Regions from separate parts of the Mus musculus genome. Here region 1 is linked to region 2. A link is a contact called in public HiChIP or PLAC-seq data. All regions are on one chromosome and are shown on one strand. Each heading gives the region's core, a stretch centred on a gene start, on an enhancer-like site or on the middle of the called end of the contact. The rest is flanking DNA. Distances are from core to core; before and after follow the strand shown.

Region 1 (6,806 bases), core at 2,740-5,239, 63 kb before region 2:
TATTTTTGTGTATGAGGGTTTTATCTGAATGTGTGTGTATGTACCACATGTGTGCCTGGCATCCACAGAGGCCAAAGAGGGCTGGGAGCACAACCCCTGGGCCTCTACAAGAGCAAGTTCTCTTTTCTGTTGAGCCACCTCTTCAGCAATGAATGTGGTTTCTAATAACCAGTCCAGAAAGCCTCTGTTACTCCCTGAGGATGAAAATAACATCTGGTAGGGTGAGCAGGAGCTCCTCATCTGCATTTACCATCTCCTCTTTTAAGACGCAGCAAATTGTTTGAAGCATTTATTTCTCCTGATTGTGTTACAGATGTTATGAAGAATGTGCTAATGGAGCCAGGCACTAAGACTGCTCTATTAAAATCATCTAGCATATTGTATCCACTTGTCTTCTATGGATGTACAATTCAAGAAGATCAAAGGTATTCTTTAAAATCTATAAATGAAATTAAAATATCATCTAGAAACAATCTGGCTTTTTATTCAATGAGAAAAATTATTAATAAAATTTGCACGTTTTTCTGAAAAAGTTTATACAATTATATATCACTCGGGGTAAATATCTAATTAGACACATTTGCATAATAGAGTCTACCCAAAAGGGTGTTTCCTAACTCCAGAGGACTTCCTCTTGGGAAATACTATATAATTTTCTAGATTTATAGAACAGTTGTAAGTTGCAAAGCTATTTCTGCTTTAATACTAACAAGCATTGTAAGGCAATCGTGAATATTGCATTTGTCTTTAGATAGATCTTCAATATTCCAGAATTTTCAATTTGCCATATTAAAAATATAAGTATAAAAGTATATTAAAAATATGACTTGCTTGGGGAGCTAGAGAAATGAGTCAGCAGTTAAGAGCACTTGCTGATCTTCCACAGGACGCCAGTCTGACTTCAAACATCCATGTCAAACAGTTCTCGGTGCTGGGCATGCGCCTGACCTTTAAGCTACATCCCCAGCCCTTAGCTTTTGAGACAGGGTCTGGTTTTGGATCTCAGATGGCCTTTGAAGTTACTGGGTATCCTAGGCTGGCCTCACACTTATGGTTCTCCTGCTCCAGCTTCCTGAATGCTAGAATTATAGGGATAAATCACCAGGTCCAGCCTAAACTATCCCTTTAAAATCATTATCGTTTTAGATTCCTTGGCGGGACCCAGATGTACCCTTCTGTACTGCAGGCTAGCAGAAGTAGAGAATGTGAGCTGTGGAGAACACCAAGTACACCTTCCCTGGAATATATGTTTATTTTACTCGGTGCTAGATCAAAGAATCAAGCCTTGTACAGTGTTTTAAAACGTTAGACCATTTTATTCCAGACCCATGAAATACAAATGCCAGCAAGCACTTCTCATGTTTTTAGGATTAGGAGAGGGACTTTTCTTTTGATTTTTTAAAAAAATCCATTGTTGATCTTTCAAAATGAACTAAGCCTTTTAAAAGGATTACAGTGAACATTTTGTTCCTTGTAAAAGTTTCTATAATACCATATTTGTATGTTATTATCTACTTTCTGAAAATGTTGTCTACTGCCTAAACTTATGAATTATCACTGAGGATAGCAGGCCTACATGCATCTCTGTTAAAACGTAAGAAAATGTCAACAGTGTCTCCCTGTTTTACTTTGTCTCTGGTCCTTATAAGCCTATTCTACCAACCTTTCTTTCTGCTACAGTGATGAGTCACTGACTTTATTCTAATTTTTATCTTTAAACACTTTTTTAAAATAAAATATGTAGAAGTAGAATTGCAAATTTGAACCCAGATAATATCTCTTTTAATCCGAAAAGTACTACGAAATGAGCACTTATATTTTAGTAATGATACTACCCCGTATATATGGGTGAATGTTGGCTCTGAAAATATGTCCATGTCCCAGTATTCAGCCTCAGAAAATACCACCTTATTTGGATGACAGGTCCTTGCCGTTATAATTTAAGGATCTGAGATGAGCTCGTCCAGGTGGTCCTTAAAGCCAAGGGCAAGCATCTTTATGACAGAGATGGAGACAAGGATGAAGGAAAAGGACGTGTGCAGATGGAAACCAAGACTGTAGTTATGTTACCACAAAGCAGAGAACACTTGGAGTTACCAGAAGCTGGCCCAGGTAAGGAAGAATTCTTTGCTAGAGCATTCAGAAGCCTGGCTCTCGTGACACCTGCATTTCAGACTTCTATCCTACAGAAGGATAACAGGTTTCTGCTGTGGTTTAAACCACAAGATGTATAGCAATTTGCTATTATCCCTAGAAATCTAATCCCCCATTTTTCATTTTTATTAGTGCATGTTAATTAGTCAGACTAGAAATATTGTATTAAAAGGGGGGGGGCTGGAGAGATGGCTCAGAGGTTAAGAGCACTGACTGCTCTTCCTAGAGGTCCTGAGTTCAATTCCCAGCAACCACATGGTGGCTCACAATCATCTGTAATGAGATACGACGCCCTCTTCTGGTGTGTCTAAAGAGAGCTACAGTATACTCATACATAAAATAAATAAATAATTTTAAAAAGAAAAGAAAGAGAAGAGAAATATTGTGATGGGCCTGAGAGACAGCTCAGCAGGAAAAGCAAGCACTGCTCTTGCAGAGGGCCTGAGTTTGGTTCCCAGCACCCATGCTGGGCAGCTCACACTATAACTCCAGCTCAGGAGATCTGACTTCCTCTTCTGGCTTCCACAAGTACCCACACACAAGTGCAGAAATACCCAGACACATACACACATATAGTAATTTTTAAAAATTTTTTGAAACAGTAATACCATTGTAAAATGTTCATATGATACACTTTGGTCCCATCAACCCTCACTAGAGCCCTCCAACCCTTTATTCTCTCCCTCCCTGATCAACTTCCTCTTCAATACATCTTTTTATTTCATGGTGTGATCATTTATTTGTTACTCTAAAATACTCTTATTCTGTACTGAACTCTGACTTAGAAGTAGATACTCTTGGCAGCAACATCTGTGGCCACTCACTTCTCATTAAAAAAAACAAAACAAAAACAAAAAACAAACCCATAAAGTTCTTCTTCCAGTCCAATGAGTTTCTGACAGCTGATGGCTGAGAAGATACTCAGCTTCATCTTGAGGTACCAAACTCCCAGCAGGTCTGTCTGTCTGTCTCTCTCTCTCTCTCTCTCTCTCTCTCTCTCTCTCTCTCTCTCTCTGTGTGTGTGTGTGTGTGTGTGTGTGTGTGTCTGTCTGTCTGTCTGTCTGTCTGTCTGTCTGTCTGTCTGTCTGTCTCTGTCTCTGTCTCTGCCTCTCTCTGTCTCTGTGTGTGTCTTTGTGTCTCTCTCTCTGTCTCTGTCTTTCTGTCAGTCGTCTCTCTCTCTCTCTCTCTCTCTCACACACACACACACACTCACACACACACAGGTGAAAATGGGGGGGATACATTGTCTTTAAAATCTTTTATGTACATGTACTTATTTACTGGGGCCAGGGCGGGGCACATGTGGGGCACAGTTCTGTCTGAGGACTCCTTACAGGAATCAGTTCTCCTCTTCCCTCAGGTAGACTCGGATGCCAGGCTTGTTTGTATGGATCTTTACCCAGAGGCACATCACTGGCCTCACGTCTTTCAGTAGATCATGTTTAACAGTTTTCAGAAAAGACAGTTTTCCAAAGTCTGTGCATTGAATTTGAACAGAGTAACTTACTCCTTCTGAGTCCGTTTCTTTTTTCAACTCTTCAACTAGTCCCATGCTCATAGAATTCTAAGATAATTAAATAAATCTAAACCACTTAGCAGATATTTGGCGGAACGTAGGTGTTCAAAGATGCACCCTTTTGCAGATGGAACCCCACACAGACTGCACAAACACCTTTGTGAGGCAAGGCCTCCAAAGGGCAGCACCGGAGCGTTTAACATGCAAAGCCTTGGACCTGTATCTGACTCTTTTGCATGTAAGCACTTACACCCAGCTGCTGTCAGCTCTTGTTTCTTGCCAGCTAACCGCCACCCTCTCCCCCAGCCTTTTCTACTTCCTGTTTACGTAGATTGCTGCTTCCTGGCTGAGGGAACTGAAGAGTTTCTGCCAGACTGGCTTTCCCCTGGACCCAAGCTAAGAATGCCTTCTTTACTTTCTTCTGGTTCTTGTAGCAAAGCCATCCCATTAAGGAGGAGCAAACTACTTCTTGAGCAGTTCCCAGCTAAGCAGCCGGGGCTCTTTCTGGCTCCTGAACTGACTCAGACAGACATTAGTCTTACTGTTTCTGGTGTAACAAATGCAGAAACTTGTCCCTTCAAGCTATTAGCTCAGCCCTCACTTAGAACTAGGATGACAGTATGTTGCCAGGTCCTGCTTTTTCACCTAGGTCCTGCAGATCTGCACTCGGGTCCTCATGATTTCACAGCAAAGGTTCTTACCCATTGAGGCATCTCCCCAGCACAATAATGGTTATTCTAAATGCCCTTCTCTGAGCGTTAACCAATGGGTAATTTGGGGAGGCAGGAATGAAAGGTATCAGCCATATCAGGAATGAAAACCTATTCCTATAGTCTCAACTACTGAGAGCCCGAGACAGAAAGATCGTTTGAGCTCAGGAATTTGAGGGTAGACTGAGAAATATAGCAAGGCACCCCATCTCATAAAACAAAACAGGAAAAAAAATAGATGTGGCTTTGATTTTATTCTGCTCTTTGCTGGCACAGTGATTCCCTTAGGCACAGCAACCTATTCGCTGCCAGCTTAAATTTTTTCAAGTTGTTATCACCTTTACAGAATCAAATGTGGGACTTGGCTTGCTTTGCAAGTAGCACATTGGCTTTCTCTAAGCCAAGCATTCACATAGCAAGGCAGACTCTGAGAAGACAGCCTGACTCTGTAGGATCTTTGGAAGCAATGATTCTCAAAAGCACTGCACCACCTCCTACCTCGTCACCACCACGGTCAGGGCTTCCTTTTCTGCAACAGCTACTGCTATGTAGGGCCCAACCAGCTCCATTTCCAGCAGAACTCTTGACTTCCTCTCTGATGACATTCTGTCTGTGGTTCAGATGACTGTTTAGAGAGTCTCATTTCTACTCTAATGACTCCTGTGTTACTCACTCACTGAGTGAGATACAGTTCACAATCTCTTTTGTTCTATAACCATTGTGCTTACAAAGGCCCTAATGAGCATCCGGTAAAAAGCAAGACTTTGAAAGAACTGATTGACTGCGGGAAACTAGGACAGAACACTCCAGTCGTGGAGCTGATGGTTAGATTCCGGTCTAATGATCTAATGTCACCATTACGACACTCTGTTTTGACATGGTAGATTTTAACCAAAGAAAGTGAATGAATACAGCCTGTTTTTCTTTTATCCATGATAATTGTTTATAGTAATAGCACCATGATCATGTTTTCTTAACATATGCATAATTGTAGTAAGAAATAAAATAGACCAAATGATTTAGTTTATATCTTAATTGCCAAAAAAAAAAAAAAATCCAGAGAAAGGATAGCTCAGGGCTTTATAAAAATATGATGTGTAATTTTTAAAATTGTAAGTCTAGTGTTGAAATCAGAAGTGGTACAAAGTTGAATTCTAATGTGTTGCATCTTGAAATCAGGTTCTACTATTGGAAAATTGCAAATATTCAGAATCTTTTATATTAAATGATAAAGAATAGTTATGTAATTCATTTTCGTAAAGTCTGTGAAAGAAATACATTGCCAATCACATTTGATACGTGTAGTAATAAAACTATATTATTTGAAAGAAATGTTATTATCTTTCTTGCTAAAATTATATTTTCCTGGGTATTACAAATCATATCTTTTATGTGTTTATAGTCTCAACATGATTTTGTAAGTGTCATATTTAAACCATAACAGAGAAAGCAATGTGATCATGGAAATGGAAAAGGTGGAGACTGGAATGACTCCATATCAGGACTCAACCTGTCACTACTGACTTTGAAGATGGAAGGGACCTAAAAGACAGAAGCAGTAGGTGGCCTCTAGAGGACAGAAAAAGTAAGGAAGAGTTTGTTTTCTCCAGAGCCTCTAGGAAGGAGTTGGGCCCTGTGGACAACCAACTGGATGTTAACCTGTGTAACAGCTCTGATCTGCCAGCCTATAGAAGAGTAAAATGATGAAAAAATTGTGTGGCTGAAGAATCAAGTTCATGATAATTTGTTATGGCAGCAATAGGAAGCTAATGCAATGGACGGTGGTCAGTCATTGACTTCCTATGCAAGACAGCATGTGTATCTATGAGGGCAGTGCCCAGGAAGTCAGGCTGTGGAATTCCGTGTCAGAGAAGCTGGGGAGGTGAAGGCAAACATTCCAATGCTGAAAGTGGCTCCATGCCGTCTCTCTGATCTGTTCTCATTTCTCGGTTCAGCTGGAGACGATCACTCTTTACTCTCCAGGCCTGCACAGGTAGGGCAGTAGGAAATGTGGACAAACTCCCAAATAAGCCTTTTGGAATTTTCCTAGCCAGTCCCTCTGTGTTCTTGGAAACTAACAGAAGCTCCCACTCCTCAAGTTTAGTCCCTGATGGGGAAGACTGCAAGACTTCCTGACACGCAATCAGGGTGCCTCTGGTATAGAAGATAGGACTCTAACATACATGCGAGTACCTATCTTCCTTATAGATACCTGGAAACTCCGTGTGCTTTGCTTACTTTCTTGGAGCCAAAAAGAAAATACCAGACAAATACTGTTCCTAGTATGCACAAAATTACCCTCTGAGTTTTATAATCACACTTCACACATAACATACACACAGTATATAGACTGCCTTTCTTTTACTCGCCATGATCCCATAAAGTAAATCTTTTTTATCTCATATATAAAAACCTTAAAGTCCACA
Region 2 (5,998 bases), core at 3,301-5,800:
GTTCATAGTAGCCTTGTTTATAATAGCCAGAAGCTGGAAAGAACCCAGATGCCCCTCAACAGAGGAATGGATACAGAAAATATGGTACATTTACAGAATGGAGTACTACTCAGCTATTAAAAAGAATGAATTTATGAAATTCCTAGGAAAATGGATGGACCTGGAGGGCATCATCCCGAGTGAGGTAACCCAATCACAAAGAACTCACATGATATGTACTCACTGATAAGTGAATATTAGCCCAGAAACTTAGAATACCCAAGATATAAGATACAAATTGTGAAACACATGAAACTCAAGAAGAACAAAGACCAAAGTGTTTGCCCCTTCTTAGAACTGGGAACAAACCACCCATAGAAGGAGTTTCAGAGACAAAGTTTGGAGCTGAGACGAAAGGATGGACCATCTAAAGACTGCCATACCCGGAGATCCATTCCATAATCAGCCTCCAAAAGCTGACACCATTGCATACACTAGCAAGATTTTGCTGTAAGGGCCCTGATATAGCTGTCTCTTGTGAGACTATGCCAGAGCCTAGCAAACACAGAAGTGGATGCTCACAGTCAGCTATTGGATGGATCACAGGGCACCCAATGGAGGAGCTAGAGAAAGTACCCAAGGAGCTGGGGGGATCTGCATCCCTATAGGTGGAATAACAATATGAACTAACCAGTACCCCCTGGAGCTTGTGTCTCTAGCTGCATATGTATCAAAAGATAGCCTAGTCGGCCATCAGTGGAAAGAGAGGCCCATTGGTCGTGCAAACTTTATATGCCTCAGTAGAGGGGAACGCCAGGGCCAAGAAGTGGGTGTTGGTGGGTGGAGGAGTGGGTGGGGGAGGGTGTGGAGGACTTTTGGGATAGCATTGGAAATATAAATGAAATAAATACCTAATAAAAAGTATATTTTAAAAAAAGAAGCCCTTTTGTAGAAATACTATAGTTAAAAGAATTTGTGACACATTATAAGCTCAAAATTCACGATCTTTAAAATATTTTTCAAAAAGTCTCAATTGCTAAGACCCTTTTATAACTTCTTGAAGGGAAAAATGAATGAAAGGCAAAACCCTGTTTGCTTTATTAACAGTCTCTGATCATTAGTATTTGTGATGTCAGTATGTACTGGAAATAACCTCAGAACACTGTCTATAAAGCTTAGAACAGGCGACAGTACCATGTGGCTGTGTGTGGAGTTGCATCAAACACATGCAAAACACTAAAACTTCCTAATTTGCTGGACTTACAGTGTGTTGTGTAGGGAGGGAGGCTAAAGTTAATAACTTGTATCCTGTACCTCTTCTTCTATGCCTTTCTCTCTTTGTTGTTAAAAGATAAAAATTGTGTGCTTTTTTATCTGTTTCCTAAGTACAAGCTAGAACTCAAAGGATTAAAAAATGAGTGAACTTGGTTCTAAGGACAGTTTTAGTAGGGTTGGTTGTTGGTTTTTTTTTTTTTTTTTCTCACCCAGTATGTATGTGGTTTTAGTCTTAAGACACTGATTTTAAAATTTCAATCCACTTTGGAACTAGGAAAAAAATGACTTCAGTAAGAGCCCCTTGCTAACCCTGTTTGTAGGGGCGCACGTCCTCAATCCCAGCACTTGGAAGGCAGAGAGAGGCAAGTGGGTCTCTAGTGTGAGGCCAGCCAGGCTGACTGACACAAAGAAACCTTGTCTCAAAAGTCAGGAGGAAGAAAAAAGGCAATCACTGTGCAATTAAACCAGGAACTCTAGCGCTACAGGATAAAGGTTTGCTGCTGCTGACCGGCTGCTGGTCTAAGTCCAGTTTCAGTGAGACCCCTTCTCAAGCGAGTAAGTCAGGACGATGGAGCAGAGTGCCCAAGGTCTGGCCACCTACTAATATGTTCAAGTATGTGGACCTCATACAAAAGTTTTTCGCTTAAAGGACTTTACAGAGTTGGATGTGATCCTCTTTCTGTTTAGTCTGTTGTACTCAGTTACTCCATTTAGTCTGCTGGACAACTGAACAGTAAGATTCCCCGAGTCCTGTAACAAAGATATCATCTGGAATCTAAGCATCTTCACATGTAAATCTATGAGCTGGCACAATGAAAAAGAAAACTAGACGTCAGAACTCATGCTCTAAGCTCTTAGTGTTTGACCATTAAGCCATTGGAGCAAGTCTCTTTAGTCCTCAGCTTGTACACTTTTATAATCCTTGATATACAGAGTTTTTTACATTTAAGTAATTTGTGATTTGGAAAGTATTTGAAATAATATAGTTAAAAAGTGTAAAAAGTCTTATTAAAAATTATAAGAATTGGCAAAGCAACAGAAGAATTTGATATCAGTTAAGCTCCATGCTTTAAAGTGCAAAACCATTCATGTTGCCAGTGGCATGTTCAGGTGCAGGCCTAAAATGCTAGCTGTAAGTGACTCAGTCATGAAGAACCTGGAAGTTTAACGTAAGGACCACAACACTGTGGCCCTAAACTGCTGAGCTTCCTTGTTGCTAAACCTAATCTCTACACCTTGTTTGGTGTAATTTCTTTCTATCACCTCTCAGTAAGTCAAGTGATCTTGGAGAACTAGTAACTGCGTTTGTGATGATTCCATGTGAAAAAAGCTGAGTACACAAAAGAAACATGCTTGAATGCATCTCATTCTCAGAGAATTGTGCTGAATAAAGAAAGCTAATCTCAACAATTCTGTTGTATGATTCCATTTAAATGTCAGGATGGATAGATAGTTGCCCGGGTTAAAGTGGGCACCTGGCTGTGACAGCTGGTGGGCAGTAGGAGCGATCTCTGGTGGAACAGTTCTTTATCTGACTGTTGATCATCATACTGAACTAAACATATTGTTTAGAAGCAAGTACATAAGTGAGATTCTATAAACTGGTGAAGTCTCAGTGAGGAGACATGTCAGTTTCCTGCAAGACTTCCCGAGACAGAGGAACTGGGTGAAGAGTAGAGGGCTGTTAGAATCATGTTGTCTTACAATTACCTAGATTAAAAACATCTTTTAAGCATAAGCCAGACGTGATAGCGCTTGTTTGTAATTTTTTAATGTATTGGATGCTTTGAAAGAATAGCAAGAGGCCATTCTTTTTTTTTTGTTTGTTCTTTTGTTGTTATTTTGTTTTCTGGTTTTAGCCCTGGCTGTCCTGGAACTCACTCTGTAGACCAGGCTGGCCTCCATCTCAGAAATCTGCCTGCCTCTCCCTCCTAAGTGCTGGGATTAAAGGCATGTTGTACCACCGCTGACTGGCCGAGACCATTCTTTTTTTTTTTTTTTAAAGATTTATTTATTATTTTATGTAAATACACTGTAGCTGTCTTCACACACTCCAGAAGAGGGAGTCAGATCTCATTACGGATGGTTGTGAGCCACCATGTGGTTGCTGGGATTTGAACTCTGGACCTTTGGAAGAGCAGTCGGGTGCTCTTACCCACTGAGCCATCTCACCAGCCCGGCCGAGACCATTCTTAAATAAAGAGTAGAAATGATAGCGCTTGTTTGTAATCCCAGCACTTGGGAGGCTAAGGCAGGAGAGGAGTAGATTGGGAGTTGGCCAGCCTGGGCAGTAAGACTAAAATCAAAATTCCGAGAGGTAGCTGTTCTCTGTGCTGGAAATATGTAGCCTCTGGTATATTTTGAGTGGTGGGGATTTGTTTTTTAAACCCAATGTTTCCAGAAAAGAGAATTGTTAGAATAGCTGCATTCCAGGTAAATGAGAAAACAGTTTGTATTCTGTATCCTGCAAGTGAGGTTAGCAGGTTTTGTATACACAGTATGTGTATCCATGTTGTAATCCCAACTCCTCAGAAACTGAAGATCACCTTTCAAGACCAGTCTGGCAATCATACTTAAATTTTTTAATGTATTGGATGCTTTGAAAGAATAGCAAGAGGCCATTCTTTTTTTTGTTTGTTCTTCTGTTGTTATTTTGTTTTCTGGTTTTAGCCCTGGCTGTCTTGGAACTCACTCGTAGACCAGGCTGGCCTCCATCTCAGAAATCTGCCTGCCTCTGCCTCCTAAGTGCTGGGATTAAAGGCATGTGCCACCACTGACTGGCCGAGACCATTCTTAAATAAAGAGTAGAAATGATAGTTGTCAGACAACTTCTGATACTCCAATAACTCCAGTTAACTGAATAAAGTCAGATTCAGGTCACCAGAGGTGTTAAGCCCTCAAGTGTATTTTCATATAACCTAGTCATCTTATTAAGGTCTCTGAAATCATCTGCCTAAGAATTGGTTGTTTCCAGTTTATAAGTGAAAGGAAGAAGAAAGTCTGCAGGACTTTTCTGTTTCTCTTTTGTACAGTTTAGTTCCTGGGAAGACAATTCCTAAGGAACTGCTAACTGACCACAGCGCTTAAGTCAGCTCCCAACTCGCTGGGAAAACTAAAATACTTGTTTACACTGCTGCAGAAACCAACTCTGAGAGAGGAAGAAGACAACACACTTCCAGGGCGCAGCTCAGGGCGGAAGAGGCTTGTCCTTTCTGGGTCTCCGTACAGGCTCTGTAGCTGCATCCTTGCTGGTCTCCCCGCCCCCTTCCACGTCAGCCAAGGACTTGGTGGAGCCGTCGCGGCAGCGGCTGTCCGGACCGGTAGTCGGCGGTCCCACGGTTCCCTCCCGGCCTCCGCCCCTCGGAGCCAGGTAGCGACCTGGGCCCCCGAGCCGCGGGGTTGCGGCGGTCGCGCGGGGTCAGCGAGCCACCGGATGGGGAGATGCCGGGCGCTTGACTAGGCCGCGGCGACGGGCGGTGGGGGCGGGGAGCTGGGCCGCGGTCCCCTGGGCGGTGGGACAGGGGTCTGCGCCGCCTGAGGCCTGACCCTGCATAGACAGAGGCCGGTGAGGGGCGGCCGGGATTCCCACGGGGGACCCGCCACAGCCGAGGAGTCCCAAGGTTCTGCAGCGTCTTCGCTCGCGGGCCGCCCTCCTGGAGCAGATCCGACTGTGTTAGGTTGGCAATCACGGCCCCGTGACGTGGTGCTCCGGGTTGTCACTGTGGTGTGGACCTCGACTCCACAGCTTTGCACACCCTGGGTCGGGGAGTGGACGGGTACGGGGACTGAGTGATTGTCACTAGAGTTCACGGAAGGAGAAGGTGGGGAGAGCTCTACAGGTCGTCCGAAGTCACACGCGAAGAACTTCAGGCAGTTTAGAAGATCACGACTGATTTGCGGAATTTGTCTCCCTTTTTTTTTTTTTTTTCTAATGATGTTTGTATTCATTTTTGTAGATTTTCCTGGCACCTTTCGTCCTTTTCATCTTGTATTGGGTTGATTATAAACAGAAACCATGACGGCAGCCGAGAACGTGTGCTATACGTTAATTAACGTGCCAATGGATTCAGAACCCCCTTCGGAAATCAGCTTAAAAAATGACCTGGGTAAATAGTTTCTTAACTCAAATAGGAATTATTTTAATTGATAGATTAAAAACGTAAAAGATGGACAAATTAATATGGTGTTTTTTAATACATATCTATATGGTCTGATATTTAAATCCTGTCAAATATAATTATCTCAAACATTCATCTTTTCTTCATAGTGAAAACATTTCACATTCTTTCATAGAGATTTTTTTATTTTTTTGAGATTTTAAAAATATATATACAGTATATAGTTATTAATTGTAGTATACAGTGTCATACCTGAACTTTTTTATCTTGTACTCAGCAGCCATTGACCAATCCGCCTCTCCCAGCCTTCCTTCCTTCTTACTCTCCTAGGCTCTGTGAGCCACGGTCCTTTTTTTTTCTTTTTGTTTTCCTTTTTCCTTCTTAAATAAAGCCTTACTCTTTCCCTAGGTCAGCCTGGAACTCACTAATAGGCCAGGGCAGCCTCCAACTTATGTCAGGTCTTAGTTCAGCCTCCAAGGGTTACAGGTGCAGGCCACTATTCACCTTTTACTTTCAACTTCTCTGATGATGTAAGTTAATACTTCATAAAATGTTTCTACTCTCAACCTCCTTTCACCTGAGGAAGTTTCTTATTTATTATGTGTGTATGTGCACAAAAATGTGCT

Evidence for each region. HiChIP or PLAC-seq counts read pairs in DNA pulled down with a chosen protein or histone mark.
Region 1: an H3K4me3 HiChIP or PLAC-seq map of the SCID.adh cell line shows a contact between it and region 2, with 12 read pairs. The contact joins the enhancer-like site here to the promoter of Copb1 in region 2. A contact is called at or near these places in 1 of 484 Hi-C or Micro-C datasets (CD4 T cells), 2 of 115 datasets of contacts at active chromatin or transcription factors (the SCID.adh cell line and effector CD8 T cells) and 3 of 9 other capture datasets (adipose tissue, liver and pancreatic islet).

What each region holds. Positions count from the first base shown.
Region 1 is chr7:114,314,759-114,321,564 of GRCm38.p6, reverse strand. It overlaps 4933406I18Rik (RIKEN cDNA 4933406I18 gene), which reads left to right. Exons shown (of 4, transcript NR_029437.1): 2 at 314-425; 3 at 1,924-2,112; 4 at 5,783-6,086. Among named protein-coding and RNA genes, the nearest start is that of Psma1, 42 kb to the right of the region's middle. Within about 2 kb of position 3,989, at least 192 of the 459 cell types and tissues checked have an H3K27ac peak or open chromatin away from gene starts, as enhancers often do. A contact at or near this core is called in the SCID.adh cell line, adipose tissue, effector CD8 T cells and 2 more, where this site is marked.
Region 2 is chr7:114,253,232-114,259,229 of GRCm38.p6, reverse strand. Copb1 (coatomer protein complex, subunit beta 1) reads left to right here and starts at 4,550. Exons shown (of 22, transcript NM_033370.3): 1 at 4,550-4,624; 2 at 5,211-5,360. The coding sequence starts at 5,270.